4 separate regions of the Sus scrofa genome follow, and regions 2, 3 and 4 are each linked to region 1. The links are chromatin contacts, called in public HiChIP or PLAC-seq and promoter capture Hi-C maps. All regions are on one chromosome and are shown on one strand. Each heading gives the region's core, a stretch centred on a gene start, on an enhancer-like site or on the middle of the called end of the contact. The rest is flanking DNA. Distances are from core to core; before and after follow the strand shown. Region 1 holds the start of PSRC1 (proline/serine-rich coiled-coil protein 1). Region 2 holds the start of GNAI3 (G protein subunit alpha i3). Region 3 holds the start of ATXN7L2 (ataxin-7-like protein 2). Region 4 holds the start of TMEM167B (protein kish-B).

Region 1 (5,923 bases), core at 923-3,422:
TGGGCTTTTGGATGCAGGGAACAGACTGCAAGTGGGCGACTCCTGAAACACAAAGAGAGGGAGGAAAAAAGGCACTAGGATGCAAAGAGAATCGGTTCTGCTGGTTGATTAAGGGATCGAGGTGGAGAGTCACCTAGATCCCAATAAGGAAGAGCAGTTAGCTGCCAACACCGTCATCATCGCCTCCGATGTCATTTATCGAGAGCTTATTAGAGACGTTATAGAGCTTTGCAGACGCTGTGCTGCGCTTTGCTCATGGTACCCCGTTTAATTCCAACAATTTAATGAGGTAGAATGTGACTTCCATTTCACTGACAAGAAAACTGCTCTACACCTGTACTGAGTCATGAACAGTGCCAGGGGCACACATCAACCCAAACTCTCTAAACTCACCCTCTTCACGCTGGGGGGCCTCTTTCCAGATGTCGTCCGAAGAGCCCTGACTGACCCCTTCCTGTCACTGCTGCGGAGGCGGGGTGTCAGGCTGCTGGGGGAGGGAGTGCTCCGAGCCAGAGAGCTGACCGTGGGCAGCAGGTCTCGGACAGGACTGTCCTTGAGCACAAAGGTCTCCCGCCGAGGGCTGGGCTTCACTCTTCGAGGCACTGGGCCCTCGCCCGTGTTCTCTCGCTCCTGCAGGGCACACTGCTCCAGCTGAGCTGCTAACCGATTGGCCTCATCGAGGATTTCTTCCAGCTTCTCTGGGCTGAGGGGGCCTAAGCTGAGCCTCAGACCCTGGGGGGCGGGGACCACAGCATTCGGGTCACTTCGATGAGAGAGGCCTCGTCGGACAGGTTTCTCTGGAGTCGCCAACACTGCTATATCTTCTTCCTCTCGACTGACGCAGAAAACAAACCGAACACCATGCCCACACGTTAGAGAGAAGGAGACTGGGCAAAGCCCCCACGTCTGAGCCAGAGCCACAACCCCAACCCTGATGTCCCTGCTGGCTGTGAGATCTACCTGATGAGACACCTGGTTCTATGAGGCCTTCAGCATTTTCTGACATTGGAAATTATGTCAGGATGAAGATGCGGCAAATCTACTTACCCTTCTACTTAACACCCTGCAATCTCATTCCAGCTTATCCCTTCTCCCCTCCCCCAGTCGTGTCACAAGGGGCCCAAGTCAACCAGCTACCCAGAATCCTCAGTGCACCCAATCTTGCTAAATTCCCAATCCAGACCCGAGGCCAGTAAAAGTTAAAGACAAGCATTGTGGAAGCAAAGTAAGTAGGATAAAGAGTCTACTACCTGTCAGATGGTGACAGCCCCCCAAAGTCCAAGGTCTCATCCACTATAAACTTTACATCTGTAGGGGAGGAAAGAAGAAATACAGCCTTGGGTCCCAAACACGGCTCTCAATCACAGGGCCTCATTCTTCCCTCCAGGGTTTCCTTACCTTCTTCTAAACCTTCCATGTTCCAGAGAAGCAAGAATCAGCTTAGACTTGAGCTGGAGAGAAAAATACCTCCCCTCAGGTCTCCATTCTGCCCAAGGCCTCCCAGCTAGGCCCAGCTAGGCTGCAAGGGGTCGTGCTTGGAGGTGAAGCAAGCATCCCGAGAGCAGCACTTGCTCCAGTAAACCACCCCTGTTATCTCCGGGACAGGTCCAGACACGTACCTCCACACTCCAATGTCCCTGCGCACGGCGGCCCCCGCCCCCTGCGACCCGACCTCTCCTCGCAGGGCGGTCTACGCCCCCCCATCTCCCTCTCCGCGACCATTCTCTGGTTCTTCCTCTCTCCAAGCCACCTTTCTACTCCCCGCGGCACCACATCCCTTCCACGCCGGCAGCCCACCCTATTTCTACTTTCCGTTCCGCCTCACCTCCTGCGGAAGGTGCTTTCCTTCCACAACCTAGTCCCGGGAATCAGCTCCGAGGGGGCGGGGCTCCTTTCGAATCTCTCAGGCCCCACCCTCTCCTACCATGCGCACTCATGATTGGTGGCGGCCAGCATCTCCCGCCCTCGTGGGGCGGGGCGGCGGAGGGGGCCGCCGGCCGGAAGTCTGCAGGTGGGAACCAGGCGAAGAGCCGTTCCAAGAAAGGCTCCATCCGGAGAGCTAAAGCCGGGAGGCCTGGAGCAGGGAGGCCGCGAGCGCGCGCGCGCGCGAGCGGGGAAGACCTCTCAGGGCTACCCTCCGGGAGCGGGGCCTGCGAGGGGCGGGACCTCGCGGCGGCGCGCGAGGGAACGGACCAATGAGTGAGAGCCTCGCTCCCGGCCGGCCCCCCCCCCTTCTCCGCCCCCTCCTCGTGCTGGGCGGGGCTGGGTTCTGACGCCCCTCACGGCCGTCGGCCCCAAAGCTAACGCTCTGCCTGAGGAAGTTCGTCCGGGGGCTCTTTTCGGAAGCGCCGTGGTAGCCAGGGCCCTCAGTTGTGATTTTTTCCAAGTTTACGGAAGCAACCAAACTTTATACCTTAGGTATACTGAGGTTCTCTAAGAAGTACATCTTCCATCGACTTTTTAGGCAAGAACTTTAGGAACCTGTGGCATCTTGAGGTATGAAGAAAACAGGCTTTTCAGACAGGGAAGTTTGGCTTCAGATGCAACCGTGGCTCCTCTGTTGACAAGTATATGGAGCATATTTGACCTGGCAGCGTTTATATTTGACCCCTCGCTTATCTAGGAGGATCGTGGCCGTCACAGTAGGACATGGTTAGGAGGATAATTATGAACACACCATGTTTTATACCTTGTGCCTCGGAGGCTTTTGAGGGTAGTGTTGGTGACTTGCTTCCTCTAAATTAAAAGCTGTGTTTGTAAAAAAGCTTAGGCCTCCTTATTAGGGATTTTCTTTGTTGTTTCCAAGGGTTGCCTGTGAATAGACTGGGCTACCAGTTAACTGAGCTTCTTAGAAAGGTTCTAAACATTTTAAGTTAAAAGGCCCTGGAAGAGTGGTTGAAGAGCTTTCTCGAAAACAAAGAGCCTGAGCTTTTAGTCTCCAGAGTTTATGACCATTATAGGCTTTCTGTTTACCTCTTAGTTTTTAGTTGTCAAGTTCAGGTGGTGAGGTTTGCAGGAGTGAGGTGTTACTGTGAGAAATGCCACAGGAAGCAGAGCAGCCTTGGAATTTAGTGGCTTGATAAGGGAAAGGGTGGGGAGGCTGAGAAGTTGCAAGTTGATGTGAGGAAGAGCTCAGAGAAGAGGCTTGCCTCTTTTTCCATAGGTTTTCTGCTGAAGGTGGAATTTTAATTGCTTGTAGGGCTCAGATTGTTTGGAGGTGGGAAAACCTGTGCCAGTAGCTCCCCTTCTCTCCTGGCAGGTAGTGGCAGGTGGAGATCAGAGGGAAAGAAACTCTTAATTAACTGCATTCCTTTTTCCCCTAGGAGCAGCGAGCCGGAGTAGGGAAATCCTTCACCCACCTTCAGGTAAGTGGAGGAGACAGTTTTAGCAAACAAAAGTTTCTCTCTCCTAAGGAAATTCATCTCTAATTTTTTTTTTTTTTTTTTTTTGGTCTTTTTGCTATTTCTTGGGCCGCTCCCGCGGCATATGGAGGTTCCCAGGCTTGGGGTTGAATTGGTGCTGTAGCCGCCAGCCTACGCCAGAGGCGCAGCAACTCAGGATCCGAGCCTCGTCTGCAACCTACACCACAGCTCACGGCAATGCTGGATCGTTAACCCACTGAGCAAGGGCAGGGACTGAACCCGCAACCTCATGGTTTCTAGTCGGATTCGTTAACCACTGTGCCACCATGGGAACTCCACATCTCTAATTTTCTATCACCAAATTATGATTTTGAAAGCTGTTGCAAAAAAAAAAAAAAAAAAAAAAAAAGCAGTGGATCTCCTTTCTTCCATCAGAATGACAATGTAGATTTCAGGCACAAGAATTCTTCATTCAGCATAAGGCCATTCACCTGGGAAATATATGTCCCCCTCAGCTGAACCCCAAAATGATATGTGTGAATAGGTGTTAAAAATATTTTGGATAAATAGGCGTTCCCATCATGGCACAGTGGAAACCAATCCGACTAGGAACCATGAGGTTGCGGGTTGGATCCCTGGCCTCGGTCAGTGGGTTAAGGATCCAGGGTTGCCATGAGCTGTGGTGTAGGTCACAGATGCGGCTCAGACGTGGCGTTGCCGTGGCTCTGGCATAGACCAGCAGCTGTTGCCCTGATTAGACCCCTAGCCTGGGAGCTTCTGTATGCCACACCTGCAGCCCTTAAAAAAAAAAAAAAAAGGAAAAAAGAAAACTTCAGGATTCCAGTGCAGTTCTTGAATGCAGAAAGATTACCTGTGTTTGGAGGTCTTGTCCAATGTGAAGATTTTATTCATTCACCATAAAGGTTGAGAATATGCCAACTTTAAGAGATGGCTTTGAGTACTTCACCAAATAGCAGAGGCATGGGACTGACTGTGGCCTGAGGCCAGAGGTCTAACTGAGCCTTAGGATATCATAGCTGGGGGTATTTTACTCCTTCCTGACCTAGGCCCTGCTTTGGCTGCAGGGAGGCCTCTTGGTCATTGTGTACCGGACTGGCTGGCTCTGGACCCTGGCCCCTTCTGCCTAATGTCCCTCCTAACACTCTCAGCAGGGATTCTCCAGGTACATTAGACCCTGCAAATGATTTGTGCAACTTTTTTCTCAATTCTCCCAAGGATGCTACAGAACTAGTAACATTCTCAGTGCATAGGAAGAAGTTAATTTATGACCTGCAATGAATGTCTTGGGGCACTGGGACTTCATTCTCAGGAAACTCCAATTGACAGAGGCTGAAATAGATACTTTGCCTCCACTGAAAATAGGCCTTTGGTCCAAACAGAAAAGTTCTTCACACTCAGCCAAAACATATCCCCTTCCTCCTCAAAACCTTGCCTAATGTTTATTGCCTTCTAGAAATCTTTTCTTTCCTAAACCCACGATTCCAGTGCAGGCCCAGACAGTGGGGAGGAAATAGGGAAGAAAGGCTTGAAGTCAAACAAACCTGGTTCAAATCCCAGATGCTCTACTTTCCAGCTACGTAACTTGGAACAATTTATAAACTTTATTTGTAAAATGAAGATTAAGAGAAAACCTGATGTCCAGTGCCTGATGCATAGAAGGCTGTTTCAGTCCTGTATTACTATGTAACCAACCACACAATATTTAGCAACTTGAAACAACAGCAACTGTTCATCTGCTCATGATTTTACAATTTGGGCAGGGCAGTGCAAGGACAGACTGTCTCTACATGAGGAGTAGATTTCGCTTGACCAAGGCCAAGGAGTCCAGGGTGGCCACACACGTCTAGGGCTGTGGTGCTGGCTGTCAGCCAGGATGCTTGGTTGTCTTCCATGTGGCCTCTGGTAAATTCAGTAATCTGTCCTGAGATCCTTTATGTGGGAGCTGACTTCTAAAAGCAAAAGCAGAAACTACCAGACCTCTTAAGGTCTAGGCCAACTGACATAGCATCACCTCCACTACATTCTTTTGGTCAAAGCGGGTCCCATGGTCAACCAGATTCAAGGGGAGGAGAAAGAAACTCCAGTTCTTGCTGGGAAGAGCACCATACCCATACCAGGATGGGAGGAATTGTTGCTGTCTCTGGCAGATCGCATCACCGAATGCCTTCAGTATCTTATTTGTTATAGAAATGGAGACATGTAAGCAAGTGCACCTCACCTTTATTCTTTCCCGGGGGCTTAATGAGACTCTGCTCCTGTTTCTTCAGTATCTCCCAGCCCTCCCTCTCATCTTAGTGCTTTGTCTTTAATTAGCTGTGTGACTATTTATGTGTCCTGCCTTCTGTGTCTCTGGGATAGATGTGCATTCTGGTTTTCCAACCGGGAAAGCACAGAGAGGAAGAAAGCAGATCATTTTGAGCATCTCTTTTAGCACCTGGTGCTGCGGGGTTGTCATAAACTCTCTAAAGAAAAGGACAGTGTTAGGAACCTCTGTGGAAGAAAATGTGGATATGGGAAGGGAAAGAGGGGCTGGGGGTCTG
Region 2 (5,923 bases), core at 1,195-3,694, 230 kb after region 1:
CTCCAGTGCCTATTACATTGAGGAAATCCATTAGATAGTATATACACCAGGGAGAGTCTTTTGTGATTGAAAGGCATGTTCTTCTCCTCTCTCCTCTCTTTTAAGATAAATTCATAAGGGAGGAATCGCATTCCTAGCTAAGGGGAAAACGTCCAGACATCATTGATGTAAACCCCAGGCATTGCCAGCAGGTGGCAGTGTGAGTCCAGTAGCAACAGGACAGATGCGGGGCGGGGGTGGGGTGGGTATAGGGGGCTTCAACAGAGCCTGGCCGCCATTTTGCTAATTCATTTTGCTTTTCCTTTGACTTTGCCCTCCAGCCTTTCCTTCACATACATCAAAGGAGAAAATTTTAAGTCCAAGGATATGGCTAATTCAGGCTGAAATTTCTTGACACTGTGATTTCACTGGCATTTATTACAGAATTTGACATGTGCCGGTTCATTTGCCGTTACTTTTTCCCCTGAGTGGATCATGAAGGAAATAAAATTTTCTCTTCTATTATGCTGAGAACTTCCCCAACAATTTCTGTCATGACCATCTTCCAGGAGTTTTCTGGTCGCCAGGGTTGCTTGATAAAATTCCATATGTAATCCTCAGCTGTGTAAGCTGTTCTTGGATGAAATTTGACCTCTCAATCCACTGAAGAAATCAACAGGTTGAGAAAACTGTGCTCTCAAGTTAATTTTTCCTGCACCGGGTGGTGTTTGGGTAACTCTCAATTCCAAATAAAAAACTCCTGTTGACAGGTCTCCCAAGTAACATCTTATAGTGGCATGGTAGAAAAGGGGTGAATTTGGAGTCAGATCTACTTGCTGTGTGAACTTGGGAAAGATGCGTAATTCCTCTGAGCCTATTTCCTCATCTGTAAAAATGGGGATAACATTACCTACCTCACAGGGTTGTTGTGAGGAATAAGGGACATGACACATGGAAGCACCTGGCCATACCTGGCAAATAGGTACTCAATAAATATTGATTTTTCTTCCCTTTACTTTGGCCCTTTTTCCCCTAAAGTGTTGAATATGGAAACGCAGTCCCTTTTATTCTAGCAGTCACTTAGAAAAGAGTAGGAGACTTAGAACTTGGAAGATCTGTTCTTGATGTATGATGGTAGATGAGGCTGTTTAGGTTGGCTCTCAAGAAATCCCTCTGAGGGTCAACAGTCACTATATAGACCTTTCTGTTGGGACCTAATATTCTAAGGTTTAGATTCTATTAAGGAAATAGTTTTTAATTTCAGGGAAAGACTTGGAGGCTACAAGAATTCCTCTCCCTAGACTATACGGTGAGAGAATTTGCAGGCTATTTGGAAATGAAGGTAATTAAGGGACACTTTCACTGTAGTATCCAGGATTATGGATAAAAAGTCTGGGGCTTTCACAGGGGATTTATCAACTTTCAGGTGATGCTATAGCCGAGAGACAAATTTTACTAGAACTTCGCTTTTCTTGTGTTACCACAACAGGAAGTTTTAGGAGATTTATAGGATGTACTGGTTTTGGGTGTGGGACTTTGATTGACTAATCTTGGTAGACGTCCTAACCCCTAATGCAGGACGATCTGTGAGCGCTAACACTGGCTTGCCTTGGGGAAAGGTAACGCGGGAATTTTCTGGAGCAACTACACTCTTTATCTTTCAGGTAATTTAAGATCTGTTAGCGATTTCACGTGGCCCTTTGCCAACATAGTAGCTGGGCAACTCTCAAGCCCACAGGGTACAGCTAAGAGAAGGAGGCGGTGGGCCAGAGGGCAGAAAGGGATCCATGAAGTCCCAACCATGGCCGATCTTACTTATTTCAGATGTGGAGCGTGGCCAGGGTCCAGACATAATTCTCACCCTAGCGATCTGGCTGAGACAACCCTGGCAGAGAAAGTGTTCTACACTTGGGCAGGGGCCCCAGATCGTCACAGCCAGAGTTCAGATGGGCTTTCTGGCCAGTGAGAAATTCCCAGCAGAAATTCCCGTGCGGGCTGTGGGCAATTATTTGGGAAGTCCCACCCCCCCAAGCCAATCTGAAGCTGGCTATGTGACCTCGGGAGGATGCCTTGAGCTGGAGCAACCAGTCCCTGGCTTTTCTGCATTTATCCAAACAAGGCAGCCGAAAAAAAAGGTGAAAGGGGACTAAGGTCGAGCGGAGCCCGGGGGAGCTCGAGAGAGCCTCCCCACTTCACCAGAATCGCCGACCGCCCTCCCAACCCTCTCTCTGTACTTCCGCTTTCGGTTGTGCCTCCCCTACCCCAGCCAGAAAGGTCCGCGCAGCAACGGCGCGGGGCGTCGCCGGAAGTGTCGTGAAACTCCGGATATCCGGTTCCTTCGGGCGCTCCGGGGGCTGACGGAGAGGGCCGCCGCCCAGCAGTAGACGCTGTCTCAGCCGGCCGAGCCGCAGTCTCCGCGGTGTGTTAAGTGAGCCCCGGCCCGGTCCCCACTCCCGCCGCCGCCATGGGCTGCACGTTGAGCGCCGAAGACAAGGCGGCGGTGGAACGGAGCAAGATGATCGACCGCAACTTGCGGGAGGATGGGGAGAAAGCGGCGAAAGAAGTGAAGCTGCTGCTACTTGGTGAGGAGCTGGGGGCGGGGCTGGCGGAGGTTTCGGGAGGGCCCAGGCACTCGGGAGCCCTGAGCCGGGAGCCCTGAGCCGGGGTCAGACCGGGCCCTCGGAAAGGACCCCGAAGGGTCTGGAGGCAGTGACGGGCTCAAGGCGGGGTGTGGGGCTGGTGGCTGAGGCCTCGGGCGGGCTTGATGAGAGGTGGGGTTTTGAGGTGTTTGAAATTAGGCGAGAGGGTGCGACTCCATGCTGTAATTGCGTTTAGCGGAGAGAGCTTGGGAATATGGTCCAGTAGGACATTGAGACTTTATTAGGAATATGGGAAGAGCTCAGATTAGGGAAGGTTTTGCAAGTGAGGGGTTGGAATGAGTTGGTAGCAAGGAGGGTGGGAGAGGGTGTTGGGCTTGTATAATGGCTTGCGAGTGTGCATGCAGCATGGTGATACTTTGTGACAGGATAGAGCTGGGAGGCTTGAGTGGTTAATAGAAATAGAGGGGCCGAGACAGCGGTTCCGGAGGACCTTGCCATTTATTAGAGTGGGCATTTTGAACTGTCTGGAAGGCGAAGGAACCCCGGGTTATCCAGGAACACGAAGATGTGTAGTTGAGGTAAATGACAGGTTCTAGGGTATAAAGGAAAAGAATTCGGGTGCAGAGGCTGTGTGTACTTATCCACCTTTTTCTGTGATATTTATTCTCTTAAGGTTTTATAACTCCTTGCCTTGTTTTCATAAGGGGGAGGTGGTGTGAGCTGAGGAAATTTATGTCCTGGTTTGTTTGAGGTTTGTGGCATAAGATGTAATGGTGTCAATAGATTACACAGTGGAAGTTTCTGAATAGTTACTAAGAATGATGGGCAGTGGGAATGCAGTTATCTAAAAATAAATTGTGGAATTGGACATACTTACTGTTAAAAGTGTGACAGCGACAGACCTGTACTTTTTTTGTTTTTTTCAAACTAAAAATAATTGGCTTCAGAAGTTCCCGCCATAGCGCAGTGGAAAGGAATCCGACTAGGAACCATAAGGTTGTGGGTTCGATCCCTGGCCTTGCTCAGTGGGTTAAGGATCTGGTGTTGCTGTGGCTCTGGCCGTAGGCCAGTAGCAACAGCTTGGATTGGACCCCTAGCCTGGGAACCTCCATATGCCGCAGGTCTGGCCCTAAAAAGATAAAAATTTTAAAAACATAAAAATATTGGCTTCAGGAATTACTGTTTATTTTAGTTGACATTCGTTTTAAGCAGCTTTTACAGTCAGATGCATTTTACTCAGCATGATTTGTTTTAGAATTTTGAGACACTGATTTCTAGAGGCTCAGTGAATCAGATAAAGTACCCTAGCATCAGCTTACCAATAAATCAAGCCACATTTCTTCACTGTTAGTGTTTTCTAGGGATCCGTTAGGGAAGAACAAGTGGGAGTAACAATTTCTGTAAGCAGTATCACTTTACTTTTTGAAACAATTGATTTTTGAGAAAAAGAGGTTGATTTAGGAGAAGTGCTAAGTTTTTATAATATAAAGCTCCAGAGGATAGAATGCACCACCATAACCCGAGGTTTGTTTTGGGCGCCCATGCTCGTCTCTTCATGTTAACATGTTTGATGGTTTGTAGATTGCAGAAACCCTGGTAACAGCTTTTTGAATAAAGAGGGAAAGTTAGGCATTGGAGCTTGAGCTTTCAGTTTGAATACCAAGCCTATAGAATGTATGAATTCAAATTGAAGTTCCAGTCTGCCACTCTCTATTAACAGCATTTGTGAATGAGTGGGGTCGCTGGTATGTAGTGGGTGCTTTTAAAATACATACTGTTAACCAGCTAATGTTGGACATTGCTCCTTGGGGCTTTTCAGATGTTTGATATAAACCATAATACTTAAGACGTTGGGGTTGTCTCTATTGACTGATTGGTTATGAAAGTAAAGGTAAACTGTGAGTCTTTCTTTCAAATGACAGGATTTGGCAGGCAGAACTTAGGCAAGCAGAACTTGTTCAAATGTCTAGAAAAATCTTTATTCAAGACTTCATAAATAGTACATTTAATTAAAAACAAAATTAAACAGATGATCACTTAGGGAACTTCAAAAGCAGTAAGTAAAATTAAAGTATTAAAGCATTTGCTTTTACTTTATTTTTTTTTTTGTCTTTTTGCCTTTTCTAGGGCTGCTCCTTCAGCATATGGAAGTTCCCAGGCTAGGGGTCTAATTGGAGCTGTAGCCGCCCGCCTACGCCAGAGCTGCAGCAACACCAGATCCGAGCCGCGTCTACAACCCACACCACAGTTCACAGCAACCCACTGAGCAAGGCCAGGGATCCAGCCCGCAGCCTCATGGCTCCTAGTCAGATTCGTTAACCACTAAGCCATGACGGGAACTCATGCTTTTACTTTTTATCAATTTTATTGTTTTAAGTAAGAGTTTAAAAATATTCTTGAGCAAGTTAAATCAACAGATTCAAATAGGTTACAGAGACAGATGCTCTTGCTTGAACCATAACATAACCCACCTGTGAAATTAAATATCTTCCTTGCTATTTCTGTAAGCATGATGCACCCATCACAGCGTACAAATAATTTTCTTTTTGCTGTAGAATAACTCCTTTGATGTACATGCAAGTCATTTTTATTTCAACACGGCAAGACTGTTAAACTTAGTCTAAGTTGAAATCTGTTTACATACTCTTGTCTCTCCTGGCACATAATAGGTGTTCGTTAAAGATGACTGTCTTTTCCTTCCTTGCTGGGAAGCGGTTTAGGGTAGTGATTAATAAATAACATGGGGTCTGAAGTTAGACTGTTTCAAGTGGTAATTTCCACTTACCAGCTATAACTTTGGGAAAGTTATTTACTCATTTTCTCTCTGCCTCAGTTTCCTAATTTTTTTCCTCCTATTTTTGGCTGCCCCACGGCATATGGAGCTCCTGGGCCAGGGATAGGATCCGAGCTCCAGTTGTGGCCTATGTGGCGATGGCAGCAGCGGGATCCTTTAACCCCTGTGCTGGGCCCAGGATTGAACCTGCATCCTGGCGCTGCAGAGATGCCACCAAATCCCATTGCACCACAGAGGGTACTCCTCTTAATCTTTTTTTGTTTGTTTTTTTGCCTTTTTCTAGGGCTGCTTCCCGCGCCACCTGGAGGTTCCCAGGAGGCCAGGGGTCGAATTGGAGCTGTAGCTGCTGGGCTACGCCAGAGCCACAGCAACGCGGGATCCAAGCCGCGTCTGCAACCTACACCACAGCTCACGGCCATGCCAGATCTTTAACCCACTGAGCAAGGCCAGGGATTGAACCTGCAACCTCAAGGTTCCTAGTTGGATTCATTAACCACTGTGCCACGACGGGAACTCCCTCCTCTTAATCTTTAAAAGGGAGAAAATAGAG
Region 3 (5,923 bases), core at 2,015-4,514, 170 kb after region 1:
CCCCCACCCCACCCTGCCCTGCCCCTTCAGGTCTGGCCCATTTCATCGTTTTCCTTCTTACTTTCACAAACAAACATGCCCTCTCCCTGTGCCCTCCACCCCTCCCCTGCTTCCTCATTTGTTCCAGGCTCTACCCCATCCCCAGTCCAGGGCAGGCCGGTGCTATTGGTGCTTCTTTACTTCGGGACCCAGTTCCATATTTGTCTTTGGTGTGTCTCTTCTTCCTGACGCCCCCTTCAGTGCCTCTCTGGACGCCAGGGCCTCAGAGTCAGTGCTGACCGGATAAGGGCCATGTGTCTGCCACCCAGCTCAGAGCACTGCAGTCTGCTCTAGCCGTAGGGCTGCCCAGGGAAGAACGAAGAAGGAGGAATCCAGCCATTTTCCAATGCAGTGCCAATTAGCCCACGCATCATCCCAAAGGTGAAAGTGCCCTGTGCCCGTCTCCTCTCAGGACCGAGTCTACCCCTCCCACATCCTCACCCCACTAAGCACCCTCCACAGGAACCTGTGCATTACTGGGGTACCCAGGCCGCAGGACCTTTGACTTCGAGCCCTTCGTTTCTTCTTTGGGTCACATTTTCCCCACTCGACAGAGAAATGTGAGATTTACATCTTCAAATGCTCCACCAGAGTCCTTCAAAGAAACTTTACCATACTTGTTTTTTCGACTTGGGGGAAGAGATTTGAGGAGGGAACATAGGAGATGGGGAGGAGAGTGTTTCTAAGTCTGAACCTCTCTCTGTCCTGAGCTGTCCCCAAGGTTACTCAAGGACAAGAGGGGGGACAGTTTTGTCTACAGCTTCAGAGACACAAAGAACAAAGGGGTGATCTTCATTTTCCTCCAAGCTGGCCCCCGGGAGGGTCTGTAAACAACTTCTACTGGAACTTTGTTTGGCTTCTGTGTACATATTTATAATTTATCTGAAATATGATGGATAAAGTGTTCTCATTTGGGGCCAAAGTTACTAACTGGTCCTTCAGCTAGGGAAAGGGGTGAGTGGGTATGCACGCCTGCCAAAGAGCCCTAGCCCAGAACTTTCCCTAAAGCAGAGAAGGCTCTTTCTCCTCTACAAGAGGCTGGCTTGCTCTCAGCCAGAAGAGCCTTGACTTCGGCTATGGCCTCTCCCTCTGTGGCCGCCCTAAGAGGAAAGGCTGCTTCACCTCGCTACCTTCAGAGGGCTGGCCTGGTCCACATGCTGAAGGCCGGGCTATCCTCAAAAGGACTCACGTCCCCTCCCACCAGGGCTGGCATCACCACTTCGCCAAGTGGGGCCTGAGGTAGGAGAAGGTGTCTGGTTTCTCCAGCTGCTGCGGGAGGCCAAAAGGCAGGGCACTTGCCCTTTGCCCCAGTAAACTGGCCCTGCCAGTGTGCCCACCTAGGACCTTTCCTGAACATGAGTTCTCTCCACCATCGTGGTCATAGGTGTCCTTCTTCCGGGATTGCAGGTCGGGGTGGGGTGGTGGGGGGGAGAATGTTGCATGTTGTTTTCTGGTGCTTGTTACTATACATTTGAATAAACAGTGCTTCAAGCATTTGCCACGAGGGAGCCAAGAATGGAGCCCTTCTGGGGATTTTCTTTCCTCCTCCTTCCCTTTAAGTTCTTGGACAAATATCAGCATTTCCATCAAAACATCATTCCACTCCTCTCCACTCTGCACACTCCCCCCCCCACCCCGCCCCCCACAGTGGAGTCTGCAGGCTGAGGAGTTGTTCCTGGCAGGCCCCAGGCTGGTGACATCTCCTCTTTTGGTGGCACCAATTAGTCCAAAGTCATTAAGACTCATTAGTAAATTTAGAGCAAACTCAAAAGGCGCGAGATAGTAGCTTCCACAATGCTGTTTCCATTTGCTCTCCTACCATCTGTGACCTAGACAGGCTTCCTGTCAGGAGATGAGAGCTACGTGCTTTGCCGAACAAACTTGCACCTCTTTCCCCTTCCAACAGTCAGTCACATGCTACCTTTACATCCCCTAGAAAAATACACTTAGGCACAATATTACATTCAATGTCACCAGGTTCCCGGACCTTTTGGGAATCATCTGTGGTTCTCAGGTTAAGAATCTCTGCCCTCGGAGATTATATTGAAGTACTTAACTTTCCCTGGGTGAATATGAGAAGAAAGTCCGAGGTCTTGACATCACAGACCTTGACTTATTCGACTCCAATTTGTTTTCCCCATAGATGAAATAATGAATACAGGGTGAAGTGTAAGTTGTTGAGGAGGGAAAAGAGAATCAGTTCTCTCTTTTCTGATGTGATGGTGTTGGGGGGTGGGCTTTTGTCTCTTGATTGTGTGAAGGTGGGAAGGAATGTTATCAGCTGAGAAGAAGAAAGAGGTGGATGATTAAGGTTTTCCCAGGCCTTAGCAAGGAAAATGACAGATCTGATGAGAAATCACCCTATGCCGAGGCTCTGGTAGCAACCCTTCCAGCAGAGAAAATATTCGTTAGAAAAAGAAGCCAAATTGATGGATGAAGCCAGGGTCCAGCCAGGGTTTGGGAAGAGGCAGCACAGGGTATTGATCGCAGTTCTCGGGAGGAGAGAGACGGATCAGCAGAGATGCTGCAAACACCAGCAGCCTCGGGGCCACCCCAGTTCCGGGGCTGGCTCGGGCTCGGAGATAGCTTTCTGTCATCCTGACAGGTAATCTTGGTTAGCTCAGCTAAGTCCTCCCAAACCTAGACAACGCCACTCCAATCCTCTGCTCTGCATCAGGGCAGCGTGGGTTTCCCACACAGGAGGCACAACACGAGAGTTGATGACCCTCCCCCACTCCAACCCTTGTGTCCTTCAGCACATCCTACAGACCCCCTCCCTTTGCCCTTCGGATTCACAGCGCCCACCTCACTGCACCTACCCTATTCGATCTACAGGGAAGCGAAGTCGCTTCGTGGCCGCCAGCCCAGGAAGGGGCGCCAGCCAGCTGGCGGAAGCACAGCTTAAAGGGGCGTCTTGGGCAGAGAGAGGTTTGAGACTGAGGTTTGTGAGCAGTGAGCTTGGGATAATGAGCTGGTAGCACAAAGGATGTGTGCACAAGGGTTAGGAGCAGAGGTCCTGGGGCTTTGGTCTCTTTACCCCCCTCTCCTGCAATTGTGCATTTCGAGGGGCTCTTGCTGCGAGCTCCGTAGGCAAATGCACCACCTCTAAGACTACATTTCCCAGAAGGCTACTCAAGAGGGAGAGTGAAGTGAAGGCGTCCAGTGCTGCGCTTGCGCAAAGAGTGAGCTGAAAAGGTGGGCAGGAGAGGAGAGGCGTGCCCGCGGCGAGGATGGGGGGAGGGGGCCGCGCGGCGGCGGCGCCGGGGCGGGCGCGCGTCCGCGGCGGTGATGGCGGTGCGTGAACGCGCGGCGGCAGCAATGGCCGCTCTGGAGCGGCGGGTGCCGAGTCTCGATGACTTCGCGGGACAGAGCTGGAGCTCGTGGGTGGAGCGGGCCGAGCTGCCTGCGGCCGACGGTGAGTGAAGCTCCCCTAGAGTCCAAGGACCCCATCACTGTCTCCCCTCCCCCCCTCCGGGCCCCCGCCAGCAGAGGGGAGCCGCCGACGGGAGCCGCCGTCCGGCTCCCCGGCCCCCCAAACAAAGGACCCGCCGGGTCCTAGTGCCCGCCTGCTCCGCCACCTTCGCGCCTCCGGGTCCTAGTGCCGACTCTCCGCCAGCAGCCCACCCTGCCCACCTCTGCCTCTGCCGTTGCCCAATACCTGCCCCCACATCTGCTTGCCTTTATGTTTCTCCTTGCTTGCTATCCTCCAGCTTCCGCCTCTCCTGCACCTGCCTCGAGCTTTCCCTATCTGCAGCAGTCCTCTCCACGTGTTTCCCACGCACCCCACTTCTGTGCCCCCCTCCCAGTCCCCCTTGTTTCTTCGCCTTCTGCCCCACACCTCCTGCTCCTTTTTGGCATTTGCCTGCTGGCTGCAGTGCCACCGGACCCCCCCTCCTCCGCATTAGTTCGTTGGTCCATCCATTTATCCATCCTCCCTTCCTCCCTCCTTCTGTCCATCCATCCATGCCTCCAGCCCTCCATCCTTTCCCGGGCCTCTCACCCTGCCTCCCAGGCTCTCTCTCCTGACCCTCACCTTCTCTAGGCCCCCGAGTGCTTTTGGTGAGCGGCCTGACAGCCCCTTCTCCTGATCTTTGTCTCCTGGACCCCAGGGGGCATCTGGCCTCGTGGCCTTTAGGGTGACAGCAGGCATCACGCCCCTGAAGAAGTTTACAAGTGAGAAGAGGTGAAGGAGGAGACCACATGGAGCGGTCTCTGATGACACTTGTTCTCCTCTGAGACATCCAACTCCCAGCTCAGTTCTGTCCATCGCTGCATTTTAACCAACTTAAGGGTGGGAGCTGGCCCTCGGTTCTTGCATGCCTAACCCACCGCCCCTCATAGCTGGAGATTATATAAGACTGTCAGTGTTCTTCTCATTCTAGAAAGGGGCAAGTCTATTAGTAGGTGTCAGAAGCAGACCTAAGTGGAAGCCCAGGCCACCTCAGAACTGCCCCATGCTGGGTGGGCAAGGATGGGGCCATTGTCAGGGTCTGGGTGCAATGAGAACCGGAAATGGAATCAGACGGGTTTGGTGACTCAGAATTGATTTTTTTTTTCCAAGGGACAGGGAGGGGGCGTAGAGGAGGAAGGGGAGAGAAGTAAGGCAGGGGGATGGGGAGAGAGCTGCTTTGCACAGCTAAGATGTTTTGTCATCAACAAAAACTGAGGTACAAGGGCAACCCTTGCCCACCCCCCCCCAAAGAGGAAAAGGGCTTGTGTGGATGACCAGGGGGACTTTGAAGATGTCCAAACACCCAAGACAGCAGTTTCTCTGCTCTGTGGCCATCCTCTCAACACAGGACCTGAGAAGCTGGGTGTAACTTTGACAGTGTCATAGCCACCCAGGTGGAACAGAATTGGGGATGGGGACCTGGGAGAGTATGTGTTTGGGATTCCACAGAAAAGCAGAAAGGACCCACCTGAGACATCTCAAGAAGAGACTTGGGGATCTGTAGTAAAATATATTAAGGACTGTTTCCTATTTAAGTGAGGAAGTAAGCCCAGAAAAGCGATACATTACCTGTAGTCACCCAACTAGTCAGCAGTGGAATCCTGAACTGCACTTTGGAGCAAAGGAACCATAAGAAAGTTATCTGGATCCCTCCTGATGGGGCCGGCTCATTCCAGAGGTAGCTGGTGAAGGAACGATGGGCACTTGAGAAAGATCTACTGAAAAGTTCTTTAATGGTCCTGAGCGCCAGGTGCTTGCCAAGAAGTCTGCGCTTCCTCCTGCTTAGCGGCAGACCCTGGACAGGTTGGAGATGGGGTTTCTGGGATGAGAGTGGTCCTTCTGAGCTGTGTTTCTCCTCCAGGGGCTGAGTTGGAGGAGAGCAACAAAAACATGAAGAAGTTGGATGCCATGACCCTCATTAAAGAAGGTGGGAGTCAACACACATTAAGGCTGGGGCCCAGGGCAGACAGGGCCACCTTCGAAGCCCTCTCCCACCACGTCCCAGGAGGTGGCTGCTCGAAGCAGCAGGTCTGGGGATTCTCACTTTCATAGGTCTGAGTCAGCCCATTCTCCTGGCTCCTGTGACCTATTGAGGAAGCTGCTAAGCATAGGTGTTTGGCACCCACTCACCTGAAAGCCCACATTCTTAGGGACTGGTTAGATGGAACTCTGGAAGCTGGGAGAGTCCAGTCGAAAGCCTGTCACATCGGCCGGGAGGGGAAGTGTCATCTGAGTGGTGGGTGGGATGTCCTCTGATCTTACAGGGAAACCCTGGGGTCCCCGGCCTTGGTGATAAGGGCTTCTGTCATTGCAGACATGTCCATCTTCGGGCACTGCCCTGCCCATGATGACTTCTATTTGGTTGTGTGTAACCATTGCAGCCAAGTGGTGAAGCCTCAAGCTTTCCAGAAGCACTGCGGTGAGGGGAGCCCT
Region 4 (5,923 bases), core at 2,395-4,894, 160 kb before region 1:
TTTCAATCATTCATACAACCAGTATGTATCAAGCACCTGTAAAACATTCAGCACTTGCTGTGGGACTGTGGATAAAACGACAATGTACATACACAGTTCCCACAGTCCTGGCTTCCTGAACCTTACCATGCAGCAGGGGGCCATGAGTGAAATAGAAATTGTATGCTTTGGAAGCTTATGATGGAGGAAGGGGACCCAGGAAGGGCAGAGACGCCTCCCTCGTGCAAAAGGTTTGAGCTGCGACCCGAGAGATGGATGGAGTCAGGTCGTGAAGGAGGAAGGGAAGTGTGTGCTCTGCCCCAAGCTGAGCTGATCTTCAAGCCTTTGATTACACAGCTACTTTCCCACTAGGATACTTTTCTTTTCCACTGACAGGCTACATGCGTTTCAGGCCCAGCCAAGAGGTCTGCTCGTCCACGAGGCCCTCCGGCTGAAGGCACCTTCTAACACTCCCACAGCACTTATTTTCGCTTTCCTTCAACACTTCTTTCTACTGTATTTTCTGATTCTTTAGACACGCAGCTTGTTTATAGACTAAATCTTAAAACTTACTAAGAACACAGTCTTTTTCTCTTCCCTTTGAGCTCCCAATGGCCAGCACATTCCTTAGACTTCCAAGTCCCCGGAACAAATGCTTGTAGCATAAATTAAGGCCGGTTTGACATCCCTTTTCAGAGACGTTGTCATTCAAATGAAGCTATTGTTGCAGGCTGTGCCTTTGGGACTGAACTTACTCTTTGGTTAAACCAGAATGCCACCGTCAGGGTCCCCATGACTGATGAGTGTTCGCCACAGGGACTGCAACAGCCCTAACAAACAGGCCACTGTTCTTGACTGACAGGCGTTTGGCAACAACTGCCCGTCCTCCCGGCGGAGGCTGAAATGAACTGAGGATGGACTGTCTGAATGGAGTCCCCAGGCAGCGGGCTCTATTGATTCCTTGTATTTGGGCCGCAAGAGCCGGTGACCCAGCTTTGGCATGAGGCTTGTGGGTCTTTTCGGGAAGATAGAAACACTAATGCTTGGAACAAAATCCTCAAAGATCAGGATCAGGGCCCAGCATCCTCATTTGACACAGTGCGATAACAAGGGGAAGGGAGCTCCGGAGTCAAACACGCTAGCTCTGTGGTCTCACCACTGTGCCTCCGCTGAGCCCGATTTCTCACTGAAAAAAAAAAAAAAAGCATTCTGCAAAACAGTGGAGATCAAAGACAACGTCTTTACACAGCTAATGCCTGTGCTCTACTAAAACGTGTTTCTTCCTCTGTCTTTCCCAATATAGTTTGTTCCCTGAGGGCAGAGACTCATTTTTGCCTCTATTCCTGCAAAATGTAATAAAGTGCCCACCACATAGCAGACACTGGTAAATATTTTTTAAACAAGTGAACAACAGTAACAGCTAACATTTATGGTGCACTGACATCACGCCTGGTATTGCTGTAAATAGTTACTCATTTACTCCTTCAACCACCCTAGAAAGAAGCCACCATTATAACCCAATTTGACAAAGACAAAGCAGAATATAATTTTTGAAAATATAAAATTCTTAGTCTAACTAATTTTGAAATAGAAATCTGGTGAAATTCACTTTATTCAATAAAAAAAAAAGGTAAAATACTACTTAGAACCTGGAATAAAAAAAATATGGTGGAGAGAGGAAGAAGGGAAATAAATACAAGCGTGAGAAGAAAGAATAGGAAGAAGAAGAAAGACAGACACAAGGAGAAACAGTAAGGTATTATGTCCATTACCGTCCTTTGAAATAGTAAGGAGACAATCACTCTTCCCAGTTCTTCAATTGTGATTTTTTTTTGTCCTTAAACTTAATTCTTAAACTCTGAGAGTGACAGGTGAGAAGAGACTTACCTTTCAGCGCACGAAAGAAAAAAGAAAACTGGAATGGCTTCCGTCTAGTAAAAACGAGGAGATAAAAGTTATCTCCAAAAGAGTAGATGGCATGAGCCAAAATGTGAGAGCAGAGAGTACATTTGAGGAACGCAGAACAGTCTTTTCAGAGCTGAAGCTTGAAGTCCACATATAGGAACAATAGAAAATGCTGCTGGAAGGCCTTGTATAGCAGGCAAGGAGTTAGACATATACTCAGCAGGCAGCGGTTGTGTTAAAGTAAATAGCAGTCATGGTGTGGACTAAAATTTTCTAGTTCTGAGTTCAGAAGACCAGAAGACTGTCGATACTGGATAGTCCTTACTCTAAACCTTAGATTATCTCTAAAATAGAGGTGATGAGGCAGTTGTGACGATTACTTCAGGTACGATGACAAGGTGTGTTTGCTTTGAAAATGTCAAAATGTTATACAAATGCACGTTCTCACTGCTGTGAGGATTTAATTGATGCTTAAAAACTTCTAGCCTGGGATCTTCCATACCCTTGGAGGACAAGGCAGGTGTGGCCAGAAAAAAAAAAAAAAAGAAAAAACAGTGACTGAAATGGCAAAATCACAAAGGTGATGGATGTAGAACGGAAAAGGGGGCAAGAGGAATGATATTTTGAAAAAGAGTTAACTGATTAAAAGATAATTTACAAATTATAAATTCTAATTTATCCCTCCCTCTCTTTCCCCTTTGGTAACCATGTTTTCTATGCCCGTGGGTCTATTTCTGTTTTGTAAATAAGTTCATTTGCATTTATGTGTATTTTCATAAGGAGTCTGTCCTAATCAGACTTTTTGGCTTGCTTTTCCACTCCAACTCCTAGGAGGCTTTGATAGCTTTTCTTCCTCAAAACCAAGCAGGCCGCAGCCAGCAGGTGGCTCTGCAGGAGGAAGGACAAAGAATCCCTTTAGGATGTAGACATCTGCGGATTACTAACCTTAACTAACCTTCAGCTCCCAACAACTCAGTCGCACTTTCGCCCCGACTCTAATAAAGGCAGGTCGCGTTGTGTGTAATTAAGGATTTCGCTGTTCAAAATGGGACCTGTGGCTTCGTCTCCTCAACCCCGCGCTAACATTAAACTGACGGTGTATTTGGTCAGGTTGTTAAAATGCTGTGAGAAGAGCTGTCCCAATATCTCCATTTCCCGGTTAAAGAAGTTGAGGTGACCCCTGCATAACTAAATACAAGAGATAATTGAGACTATCCTGATAGTTTAAAGAAAAATTGATGCAAACAGGCAATTATCTAAACGTTTCCCAACAATGTAGAGTTTTAGCGTTATAAGGTTCCTAACTGAAAGTCCAAACGCAACCTCACTCTCCAGATTTGTTTAAGGAGTAAGGAGAGACGCAGCAAGCGCGGCTTCTTTTAAATGGAAGCTTGAGACGGAGACCTCTCCGTTGCAGGCGGCACCTCTCCGTTGCAGGCGGGCAGCCGCTTACAGACACACCAAACGCACACACGCAGACACTGCAGCTACCAAAGCGCAAAATAAAGGGCAAAACTGAAGCCTTTACCTTTTTCAACCACGACGCTAGCAGGACAGGTTACGCCCCAACACTAACTCTTCAGGGGCGCTCAGAAGAGACTTGGTTACCATGGCCACGGAGGAACCCTGCGGGATAGCGTTTTTCTAAACCACACATATTAGCGCAATTCCTCCCACGCAGGTTCCCTAGCTCGGCAATCGACTATCCACCCCTGATTGCGTTCGGCGCTCCCCTCTCTGCCCTTGCGCCTGCGTACTCTGACTCCTGCCCTGATCGCTGCGGCCCTGATCGGGAAGTGTCAAGCGGGAGCTGGGGTTCCCCCGCCTTCGCCGCTACCACCGCCGATCCCGGGACGCCATACCCAGGCCCCGGCCCAGCCGCCATGACGAACGGTGAGAACCAATGCCCAGAGCGGCGGAGGAGAGAGCAGAGCGAGAGGAAACGTGGCGGGCGGAGCCGGGACTGACGTGGCCGCTCTCCCCGCCCCCTCCCAGCCCAGTCCCCCCTTGTTCTCTTGGGGCCGTAACTCCTGTTCCCTCAACCCCTCTGCGGGTTCCTCCGCCCTGTGCCCATCTGGAACCCTCAGTGCTTCATGTGCCCCCTCCCCGAGTCCTTGGCCCCTACCCTGTGCTTTCCCTTGTCCCCTTTCTAGAAGTTCGTTCTGGCCCTTAATGTCGCTTTAGCACCAGTGAAAAACAGATCCTTCTCACAGCCCTCTGCGTTCTCATACTTTTGGATAGTAAGCTCCTAGGGAGGACAAAAAAATCAGAGGATTTTTGGCTCCACATTTGGGGGGGCAGTGAATGTAGACTCAAAAAAAAGTTCTACTTGTTTTGCAAAAATGCTTTAAAGTTTTCTCTTATTTGATTCTAAAGTCCTGCCTGGACGATCCCATCTGGAGACCATGGTTAGTGTTGCAGGGTTTGCATTTAGACACTGCCTCTTCTAAATGATGTGGCAGTTGCTACCCTGTTTGTCTGACCTAATTTTTCAGGTGTCTTCAAACACTTTATGGACATGATTACCGAATTCCAGGGAAGGGCAAGAAACAAAGCCTTTGCAGTCTTTAGCATCAACCTTAACAAGAAAGATGAGAAGGCTTCTTAGGCAGTATAATTTGAGGCGCATAGGAGAGCATCTCTCAAAAGTACTTCTCCATAAACCTGGTACTGAGGGTTCACATTTCCCGTCCTTGTGGCTTTTGGCTTTACCTGTCAGAATTTATGGTAGAAAAAGACTAGCAAGTAAAATATTGTTCAGCATAAAAACTTAGTGTATGTTTTAATTTACTGGACGCTTGTTTTAATTTGGCTGTGGGGTAGTTTTACTGGAAGGAGAGAGGGCGGTACACTGGTGGCCCAGAACTGGCAGATGCTGGTTTTGTAAAATATCCTTTTGGAGCTTCAGGAGCAGTCAGAGGTCCGAGGTTATTAGGCACAGTACAGGAAGGGATATCACCCAGAGGAAGAAATCATCTAAACTGAGAAATAAGAGAGCAGTTGGAACACAGTAATTATTGAATAAATGTTCATGACCCATCACCCTTTATTTATTTATTTATTTTTTTGCACTTAGGTGATTCATTGTGTTAATAAGAAACAGCTTGGGGAGTTCCCACTGTGGTGCATGGGTTAAGAACCCGATTGCAGCAGCTCAGGTCACTGTGTAGGTGCAGGTTCAATCCCCAGCCTGCTGCAGCAGGTTAAAGGATCTGTTTTGGTTTACATATGTAAGAAATAGAACTAATTGTTCAAAGGTTTTTTCCCCCACAATCGTCGTCCCACTATGTCCAAGCCTCAGATACTTTTTTTTTTTTCAAGAATGTTATTCTGGTAGAAATTTGGTTTGTAAGTAGAGTACATGTGAAGTGTAAGATAAGCATTGGAAAATTTACATGTGAAGTGTAAGATAAGCATTGGAAAATTTTAGTCATATGGATTTGAACTCTTGCAGTCTCCATTAAGCTTTACATTTGCCTTGTGTGTTGTTCACCAGCGGATGCTGACCTGAGAGATGTGGCTAAATATCTAGCTTTCCTTTATCACATGAGTTCTTTATAATAAGAACATGTTTAATTCTCTCCATTCAGGCACCAAGGGTTCTTATGCCTCTCTCAACCTATTGCCAGTCAGCATTCCCAGTAGGCTGATTCCACATAAAGCAAAGCACCCTTCTCAGAATTTATAGTTCTTGAAAGTGGAGGGAAGGGAGCAGTGAGATTTTTGTTGGGGAAATATCTACAAGTGATTTTGAGGAACAATAAAGTAACCTTGTGAGTCCCAGGACCATGGCTCCCTCATGTCACCGGCTGGCGCTGCAGTCGAGGTTATCATCTTGATATTCTGTCGCACTCTGTTCTGTGGGCTCCCCTCTCCCCAGCTAGATTAGCACCAAAGGTCTTCTCCTCTTTCTCTAACAGTGTACTCGCTGGATGGAATTCTGGTGTTCGGCTTGCTCTTTGTTTGTACCTGTGCCTACTTCAAGAAGGTACCTCGCCTCAAAACCTGGCTGCTCTCAGAGAAGAAGGGAGTTTGGGGT

Evidence for each region. Promoter capture Hi-C pulls out the DNA fragments that hold promoters and counts their contacts. HiChIP or PLAC-seq counts read pairs in DNA pulled down with a chosen protein or histone mark.
Region 2: a contact with region 1 is called in an H3K27ac HiChIP or PLAC-seq map of alveolar macrophages. The contact joins the promoter of GNAI3 here to the promoter of PSRC1 in region 1. A contact is called at or near these places in 1 of 5 promoter capture datasets (liver) and 1 of 2 datasets of contacts at active chromatin or transcription factors (alveolar macrophages).
Region 3: a contact with region 1 is called in a promoter capture Hi-C map of fetal liver, with 4 times the contacts expected there. The contact joins the promoter of ATXN7L2 here to the promoter of PSRC1 in region 1. A contact is called at or near these places in 2 of 5 promoter capture datasets (fetal liver and liver), 4 of 47 Hi-C or Micro-C datasets (embryonic fibroblasts, epiblast stem cells, fetal heart ventricle and 1 more) and 2 of 2 datasets of contacts at active chromatin or transcription factors (alveolar macrophages and skeletal muscle).
Region 4: a contact with region 1 is called in a promoter capture Hi-C map of liver, with 2.3 times the contacts expected there. The contact joins the promoter of TMEM167B here to the promoter of PSRC1 in region 1. A contact is called at or near these places in 1 of 5 promoter capture datasets (liver) and 2 of 47 Hi-C or Micro-C datasets (embryonic fibroblasts and fetal liver).

Annotation. Positions count from the first base shown.
Region 1 is chr4:110,809,558-110,815,480 of Sscrofa11.1, reverse strand. It overlaps PSRC1 (proline/serine-rich coiled-coil protein 1), which reads right to left and starts at 2,172. Exons shown (of 8, transcript XM_013997292.2): 1 at 1,826-2,172; 2 at 1,399-1,451; 3 at 1,251-1,308; 4 at 394-835; 5 at 1-42. The coding sequence starts at 1,417. LOC110260358 (a long non-coding RNA gene) reads left to right here and starts at 2,230. Exons shown (of 4, transcript XR_002343531.1): 1 at 2,230-2,496; 2 at 3,324-3,365.
Region 2 is chr4:110,575,433-110,581,355 of Sscrofa11.1, reverse strand. It overlaps GNAI3 (G protein subunit alpha i3), which reads left to right and starts at 2,444. Exons shown (of 8, transcript NM_001123117.1): 1 at 2,444-2,561. The coding sequence starts at 2,444.
Region 3 is chr4:110,643,422-110,649,344 of Sscrofa11.1, reverse strand. It overlaps ATXN7L2 (ataxin-7-like protein 2), which reads left to right and starts at 3,264. Exons shown (of 11, transcript XM_021090075.1): 1 at 3,264-3,454; 2 at 5,352-5,417. The coding sequence starts at 3,328. It overlaps SYPL2 (synaptophysin-like protein 2), which reads left to right. Exons shown (of 7, transcript XM_021090083.1): 7 at 241-1,555. The coding sequence ends at 286.
Region 4 is chr4:110,969,230-110,975,152 of Sscrofa11.1, reverse strand. TMEM167B (protein kish-B) reads left to right here and starts at 3,644. Exons shown (of 3, transcript XM_001926138.5): 1 at 3,644-3,777; 2 at 5,805-5,923. The coding sequence starts at 3,768.